Regions from separate parts of the Mus musculus genome. Here region 2 is linked to region 1. Evidence: chromatin contacts called from public HiChIP or PLAC-seq data. All regions are on one chromosome and are shown on one strand. The core of a region is the stretch at or near the end of the contact, and the rest is flanking DNA. Distances in the headings are between cores, read along the strand shown. Region 1 has its middle 18 kb from the start of Gm40763. Region 2 has its middle 68 kb from the start of Gm20758.

What was found. HiChIP or PLAC-seq counts read pairs in DNA pulled down with a chosen protein or histone mark.
Region 2: a contact with region 1 is called in a RAD21 HiChIP or PLAC-seq map of pro-B cells, with 2.5 times the contacts expected there. The contact joins two enhancer-like sites. A contact is called at or near these places in 1 of 15 datasets of contacts at CTCF or cohesin (pro-B cells), 2 of 484 Hi-C or Micro-C datasets (muscle stem cells and nephron progenitors) and 3 of 115 datasets of contacts at active chromatin or transcription factors (embryonic stem cells, fibro-adipogenic progenitors and pancreatic cancer cells).

The regions. Positions count from the first base shown.
Region 1 is chr10:111,652,936-111,656,546 of GRCm38.p6, reverse strand. No RefSeq gene overlaps it. Among named protein-coding and RNA genes, the nearest start is that of Gm40763, 18 kb to the right of the region's middle. Within about 2 kb of position 1,521, at least 29 of the 459 cell types and tissues checked have an H3K27ac peak or open chromatin away from gene starts, as enhancers often do. A contact at or near this core is called in pro-B cells, where this site is marked.
Region 2 is chr10:111,805,122-111,808,616 of GRCm38.p6, reverse strand. It overlaps the pseudogene Gm19005. Among named protein-coding and RNA genes, the nearest start is that of Gm20758, 68 kb to the left of the region's middle. Within about 2 kb of position 1,611, at least 10 of the 459 cell types and tissues checked have an H3K27ac peak or open chromatin away from gene starts, as enhancers often do. A contact at or near this core is called in pro-B cells, where this site is marked.

The DNA.
Region 1 (3,611 bases), core at 272-2,771:
TCTTGGGGATGTTGAACAAATAGGGGTGTATCCTGGTCTATGCCACAGGGACATTCCCAACCTTTCAGGTCATCTTACTTCAAGGACATCAAGCTTGCCTAGCCATAGACATGTCTCTGATACCACATGAAGTATTCTTTTCTTTCTCTCTCTCTCTTGTTTTCCAAAATCCCTTGCTGACCTTGGGATCTACCCTGTAAGCAAGAAACTGAGGCCCCATGCATTTGATGTGCTCAGCAATGATGAAAAGTGTAACTCCTTTGCTTCTTCCAGTTAATGACATTGGGACTGTCTCCTCCATGCACGGGGAAGCGAGCTCTGGAAAAGGCCAACTTCTGTTATGGACGCTTCCTGGTCTTTTCCTTTTCTCTTCCTTTAGTTTCCCTGGATCCAAGGATGAAGGGGAGGAGTGCTTACATCAGCTGACCTACCTTTCCCATCTCCCCCTACCCACTCCCATCCCCAACACTCACATTGCAAAGTTAATTAAAAACCTAGGGCAGATATGTCTGCATGATTTGAGTAACTGGCCCCTTTGTACAAGGAGACAACAGGGAAGTTCCTGCCAGGGCAGCTCAGGTGGCTGCTCGCCTGGGAGAGAACTGAGATCTTGTCTAGGGCTTGTCACTCTTTGCATGTATCTCCAAGGCACAAGTGAGACCAGCAGGCCTGTGGCTGTGCCTGTCACACTCACTTTACCCCAGCTGTCTAGAAGCATTTGACGGCTGTGTATACATTTGTGTGTGTGTGTGTGTGTGTGAGTGTAAGTGTGTGTGTGTATGAGTGTGTGTGAGTGTGTGAGTATGTATATGTGTGTGTGTTTATGTGTGTATGAGTGTGTGTGTGTGTGTGTGTAAGTGTGTGTATGTATGAGTGTGTGTGAGTGTGTGAGTATGTATATGTGTGTGTGTTTATGTGTGTATGAGTGTGTATGAGTGTGTGTGTGTGTGTGTGTGTGTGTGTGTGTATGTGTGTGTGCTCTGCTTCTGAAGCAGAGATAAGAGCTCTCTTATGTTATTAGCACTTAGATGAGTGTCCTGAGCCATGGACATAAACTAAACCCAAAAGCAAGAAATATCACTGGGCAGCTTCTTATTGCTTCTAATTAAATGTTGCTACAATTGTCACGACTGTCCCCACAGTCCTATACTTCCCTCTAACCTCGCTAATAACCCAGGGCCAGTGTTCACTTTGTTAATGATGAGAAGGTGAGGCTGGGGAAGGAAATGCTCTCTGTACCCAAGCATCACAAGCATCAAGTGTCTGGACTGGCAACCGGTGTCCTCTAACCTGCAACAAACAGTCTTCGGAATTTACAAACAGAGATCCAAGACGTCCCTGAGCTGTGCCAGCTAAGCCAGTGGGTGCCGATGTGTGATCTGAACTACACCTCCCAATAAGCCTGCAATGATCAGCAGACCCAAAAGCGTTCCTATCTACCCAAACACACGCATAGTGTGCTGTAGGCATCTGTAAAAGCAGGTTGGGGACCGTAGTAATACAATGCTCTGGAAAGAGGAAATAGCTGGTAATTAGCTTAGTCCTTCTTATTCCCTGCTGAGAGTTTCTGCACCTGGGCACTGTGCCCACGGTAAAGGGAGAGGAAGAACCATAACCTAAGGAAGACTTGCAAGTGACTGAAGCACAGAGGTAGAAATGCCAGGGTCTTGCCTCACCCTGAGGCAGTCGGAGCAAAACAGTCTGAGTTAGAATTAGCTTCACGTCAACTGGAACGGCAGCTTAAGAACTCCTCTTGTCAGAGATTTTTTTCCCCCTTTTCCAGTCGAAAGAACTAAAGACAAGCCCGAAGTCAGAAGAACAATAAAGCAGGTAAAAACTTGCACTGAACACAAACAGAGACCCATTCTTGTGACTGGCAAGCCATAGGTCATGGTTCGGTACTTCAGTATGACGGCCGTATTCCCTCTGTGACTCACATGCTCTCTGTAGAAAGACTCTGCGGGGAGGATATGAGTAGCTAGCTTAAATAATTGCAGGGTACCTGTGCCACCGGGACTCCTGTTGCTGGAGCGACCGCATCTCTCCGTATTCAGGGAAGTGTTTTCATATGACCCAGCCAAGGAGCTCATGTCTGTGACACCCCGGGGAAATTAAGGAATGATTTTTGAGAAACGGCAGACGAAATTAAGGTTCTTGTAGAATTGGGCTGGATTTTCTCAGAAGAGAATATAAATACCAGTCTGGCAGGAAGGTACATGCCTGTAACCCTGGCACTCGGGACACAGGGGTAAAAGGCTTATGAGTTCAAAGGCAATCAAGAGCTATAAACAGAGGTGGAGGCCAATTTTGGCTACATGGTAAGACCCCATCTCAAGTAAGTAAGTAAATTAATGGCTGGCACTGTGCTCTAACAAGGTCGTCTTTATCTCTAGACTTAGAAGAATCCCATGAGATAGCAGTATTATCACTAGTATTTTTGAAGTGAGGAGACAGACTAGGAGATATTAATTAACACCCCAAGGTCACAAGTGCTAGTAAAGGCAGCCTTCCAGCCCAGTTGTGCAGGCTGCTAGACCCACCATGGCCTTCCCTACCCACTGCTCCACAAATCCTGCCCTTAAGAACCAAGGCAATATCAACACAGAGCTATTCTCTTTTTTTTTTTTTTTTTTTTTTTTTTTTTATTTATTATATGTAAGTACACTGTAGCTGTCTTCAGACGCACCAGAAGAGGGCATCAGATCTCTGTTACAGGTGGTTGTGAGCCACCATGTGGTTGCTGGGATTTGAACTTTGGACCTTTGGAAGAGCAGTCGGGTGCTCTTACCCCCTGAGCCATCTCACCAGCCCCCAGAGCTATTCTCTTAACTTTTAGAATTGTACAATATTTATTTTCATAATTGTAAATAACCTTACGTCCTAATGTCCATCCTTTTGAGGAGTCATGAATATTCTCACCCATCCTGAAATAGTTCCATCCCATGCTGGAGGGAAAGGAGCCTGAGTTTTAGATTCATTTGCTCAGCACTGCAACGCAGCGGGGACGATGGCTCATTTCCACGGACACAGCAAATCCCCTCTATGTCAAGGACCATGAGCTGTGCTGGTGAGTTGGCTCAGGAGGCAAAGGGGCTTGCCACCAAGACCGATGGCCTCAGTTCAATCCCTGGCTCCCACGAGGTGGAAGGGGTGAACCCCTGAAAACTCTCCTCTGAACTCCACATACATACTATGGCACTGTGTTCACACACACACACATCCCCCACACACATTTAACAAATGTAATTTTTTAAATGTAAACACCATGTAGACAATGTGACTATAAGCCTTGCTGTAAACCACCATAAATAACTGGGTGACCATGATTTTATCTTGGGCGAAAGCAATCAGCTACCCGGCAACCCAGGCCTTTGGTTGCTATGCAGTACTGAGAAGAGCTTCAGGACTCCACTTAACTCTTGACCTAATTTGTCCCCATCTTCCAGACTCACCCAAAAGCTCATATGACGCCAGCCACAACAGCAGCACTTTATCTTGAACCAAAGACTGGAAAAGTGTTCTATAAAAGCCCAGAGAGTAGATGTGCTCAGCCCTGCAGGACAGACACTTTCAACTGAAACCACCCAACTTACCCTAGCTGCACAAAAGCA
Region 2 (3,495 bases), core at 362-2,861, 150 kb before region 1:
CTTCCCAAGGATATAAGGTGGGTTAAACACACGCAAATCAATAAACATGATACACTCATCAAATATAATATATAAAAACATATGACTACCTCTAACAATCCAACAGCAATCATGTTAAAAATTCTGAACAGATCAATAATATAAGTTATGCTTGTCAACACAAGAAAAGCCACATGGAACAAGACAATAGCTAACGCTACAGTGAGGGGGGACACCTGAAAGTGTCTCTGAGATCTGGAACATTTTCTGCCCATCTCTACCACTTTCTTTTCTTCCTTCCTTTCTTTCTTCCTTTCTTCCTTCCTTCCTTCCTTCCTTCCTTCCTTCCTTCCTTCCTTTCTTTCTTTCTTTCTTTCTTTCTTTCTTTCTTTCTTTCTTTCTTTCTTTCTTTCTTTCTTTCTTTCTTTCTCTTTTCTTTTTTTTTTTTTTTTTTTTTTGGTTTTTTGAGACAGGGTTTCTCTGTATAGCCCTGGCTGTCCTGGAACTCACTCTGTAGACCAGGCTGGCCTCGAACTCAGAAATCCGCCTGCCTCTGCCTCCCAAGTGCTGGGATTAAAGGTGTGCGCCACCACGCCCGGCTCCACCACTTTCAAAACATAGATTACAAGGCTAAAGGGGCATGAAAACATACACTTCCTTTGCTTCTCTGCATGACTGATTCCTCATTCTCTAGCCAGAGATGAGGGTTAATATCTATTTCACTCTCTTCCTCGACAGTCTGTGAAATACCACATCGTCAATAGTATATTCCTAAACTCCGAGATACACTGATTCACATGGGATACTGGGAAGAAGACAGAAATCGAGTTTCAAAAAGTCTGAAAGAGAGTGTGTATATATAGCTCGTGAAATGAGCCTTTCATAAAACAAAAAATAATTATTTCCAGAATGTTTAATGAAAATCTTTTCCATTAATAACACACTGGGTACTAACACGGCATGGTGGGCCATGCACTGCTCAGTGTACTTTCTACTGGGAAGCAGCGGGCTGGCTGCAAGAGGCTGGATTTGCCTGTTATTTCCAATCAGCTCGTGCTCAATTTCCATGTAAACACACACACACACAAAATAACTTTATAAACCATACTCGGTTTTTTAAGTTAATAAAGATCATAGCAAAAAACAAACAAAAAAAAAAACAAAAAAACCCTCAAAAACCAAAAAAAAAAAGAAAAACCCACCACCACCACTAACAACATCAAAAGCAACAACAACAAACACGAAAAAGGAGGCAAACTACAGTGGCTCTTCTGGGGGAATCTTCCTCCTCCTCCTCCTCCTCCTTCCTCTTCTTCAGCAGCAAGAGACTTAACCGAGTTGTTTCTCTGTAAGTGTTGGTTGTTCTCTAGTGGCATGGTGAAGGAAGTTGCATATATTTTGCAAAAGGACTCAGATTTTTCTGGAGGTTTGCTTCTCTAGAAAGCAATGTGACACTAACCAAGGCCTGGGGACCTTCCCACGTTCAGAAGTTTTGATTGGGGTGGGCATGTGTAGGATGTGAAAGGTTCCATTCGTTAAAAGTGTGACCAAAACTGACAGGCAGGAAGCTGTGTGCCCTGGCAAGAGGAATGTGTTTGTCTCTGGGAAAAGGTCACATTGCTGGAAGCAACTGACTTCCTGGTGAAGCTGGCTAGCGACTACTGTAAGTTAGACTTACTTCAAAGCTCTTTCTTTTCTTATTGGAAGCTCGTGAAGCCTTCTCACCATAGGTACCAACACACCCAGAATTTCCAGGAAGAAACAGTTCTCAATCCATTTTTTTCCCCAATAGAGCACATACTATATGGGATATATGAACTCTAACATCCTTTGGATTTCTCAGACAGCCAGGTCATTAGTTGACCAGGTGAAACCCAGAACGATGAGTTAGACTGACCCAGCGCTTATGGACCGGTCCTCTGTAAAAGAGGTCATGACATCCAATGATGTCATCACTCATGAGAATGAAATTTGAGACCTGAGACCAGATTCTTTTGTTGATGCCACACTGTTCTACCCTCATGAGTATTTCATGAATATTTGCATCATCCCAGAACCAGAGTATCTGAGTGCCAGCTTGAGACAAGCGTAAGTCAGGCATCCTACTGACCTATGACTATTTGGTAAACAGCGTTCTCAATGCTGTACTGTACTTTCTTGATAAGACTGAAGGTTTTAAACATCCCAGCTTATCACAGCACTATGACAATTTTGCTTTTCAAAAGCTTTGCTAAGAACCAGACAGAGCAGAGCTGATTAGAAAAAAAAAATGAAGAAAGCAAAGAAAAAAAAATAAAACCAAAAGACGCTAACTGAGTGTTGGCTTTGCATGACCATACATTTTAGTTGCAGAAAAGCCCTGAATGTAGAGACAGTATAGCCATCTTGAAGTTTAAGCATCAAGGATATAATAACATCATTATGTCATTACTATATCAAATTATATTAAATATATAATTATGTAAAAGAAATAGTATAACAATGTTAATCCTATTTTTAAATGTAAAATTATAATAAAAAGTGAAACCTGAATCAGTTGGATCAATCCATAGCAGCAGCAGAAAGAGGCAAAACTCAGCTTCAGTTCACATTGAGATGTAATTTATATTATTAGTCTTACACTTTCTATGTAGCTGAGGTTGGCCTCAAAGGGGGTTCCATATCTTGCACAAATGTTCCCTTCCCTGTTCAGGTGTTCTCAGTCAGGCTTGCTGTGAAACTGAAGCGCATGTAAGACAATCTTTCTACAATATGAAAGTGGAAAAAATCAGTTAGCTAATGTACAATATGATATTTCTACAGGTACCCTCCAAAGTCCCCCAGAGATGAGAGGCTCATATGCCCATTAGATGTTAGCCTGAGCTAACCATCTGGGGACTATTCCATCAAATTGCTGCTGAAATTTTATATGCACTCATTTTGACTTTCTACGATATTGTCTCTACTGATGTTATTAAAGCCAGTTTCTACTTTGTGTGAATGTTTCTGCCACCGCAATTAAAAGTTTTTCTTCCTCGAGTGGAGTCCTTTAAGAAAATGATCCTGGCTATCATCTGCATATAACAACTTTATTCACCAATCCTGCATGTGCAGTCCTTGAGTTTTGTCCCTCACCAGGCTGTCTCCTCCCCCAAATCTCTCTAGTTGAAACAATGTAGACTTACATACTAATCTTATATTCCAAACTGGGACAAGGCAGAAGTTTTTCTGGGTTTATTTTTCTTTTAAATACACAAGAATGTGACTTCCTTTTTAATAGTATAGGTTATTTTGGGAGATAAATGAGGAAAACAAATTGATAATAATAATAATAATACCCCAAATATCTCTAATGATGATTAGTATGGAAAACCCATAAAGAATTATAGATGAAGAAAAAGCTGGCCTCTATGGGAAACACAGGCTAGGCATTGCTTTCTAGTAGTTAGCCTCTCGTGGAGTGTCATGCCTTCACTAACTTGCTGAGAAATACTCCGAAGAGATTGTTACACAGGGTCTAAATTGGGAGCTTTAGCA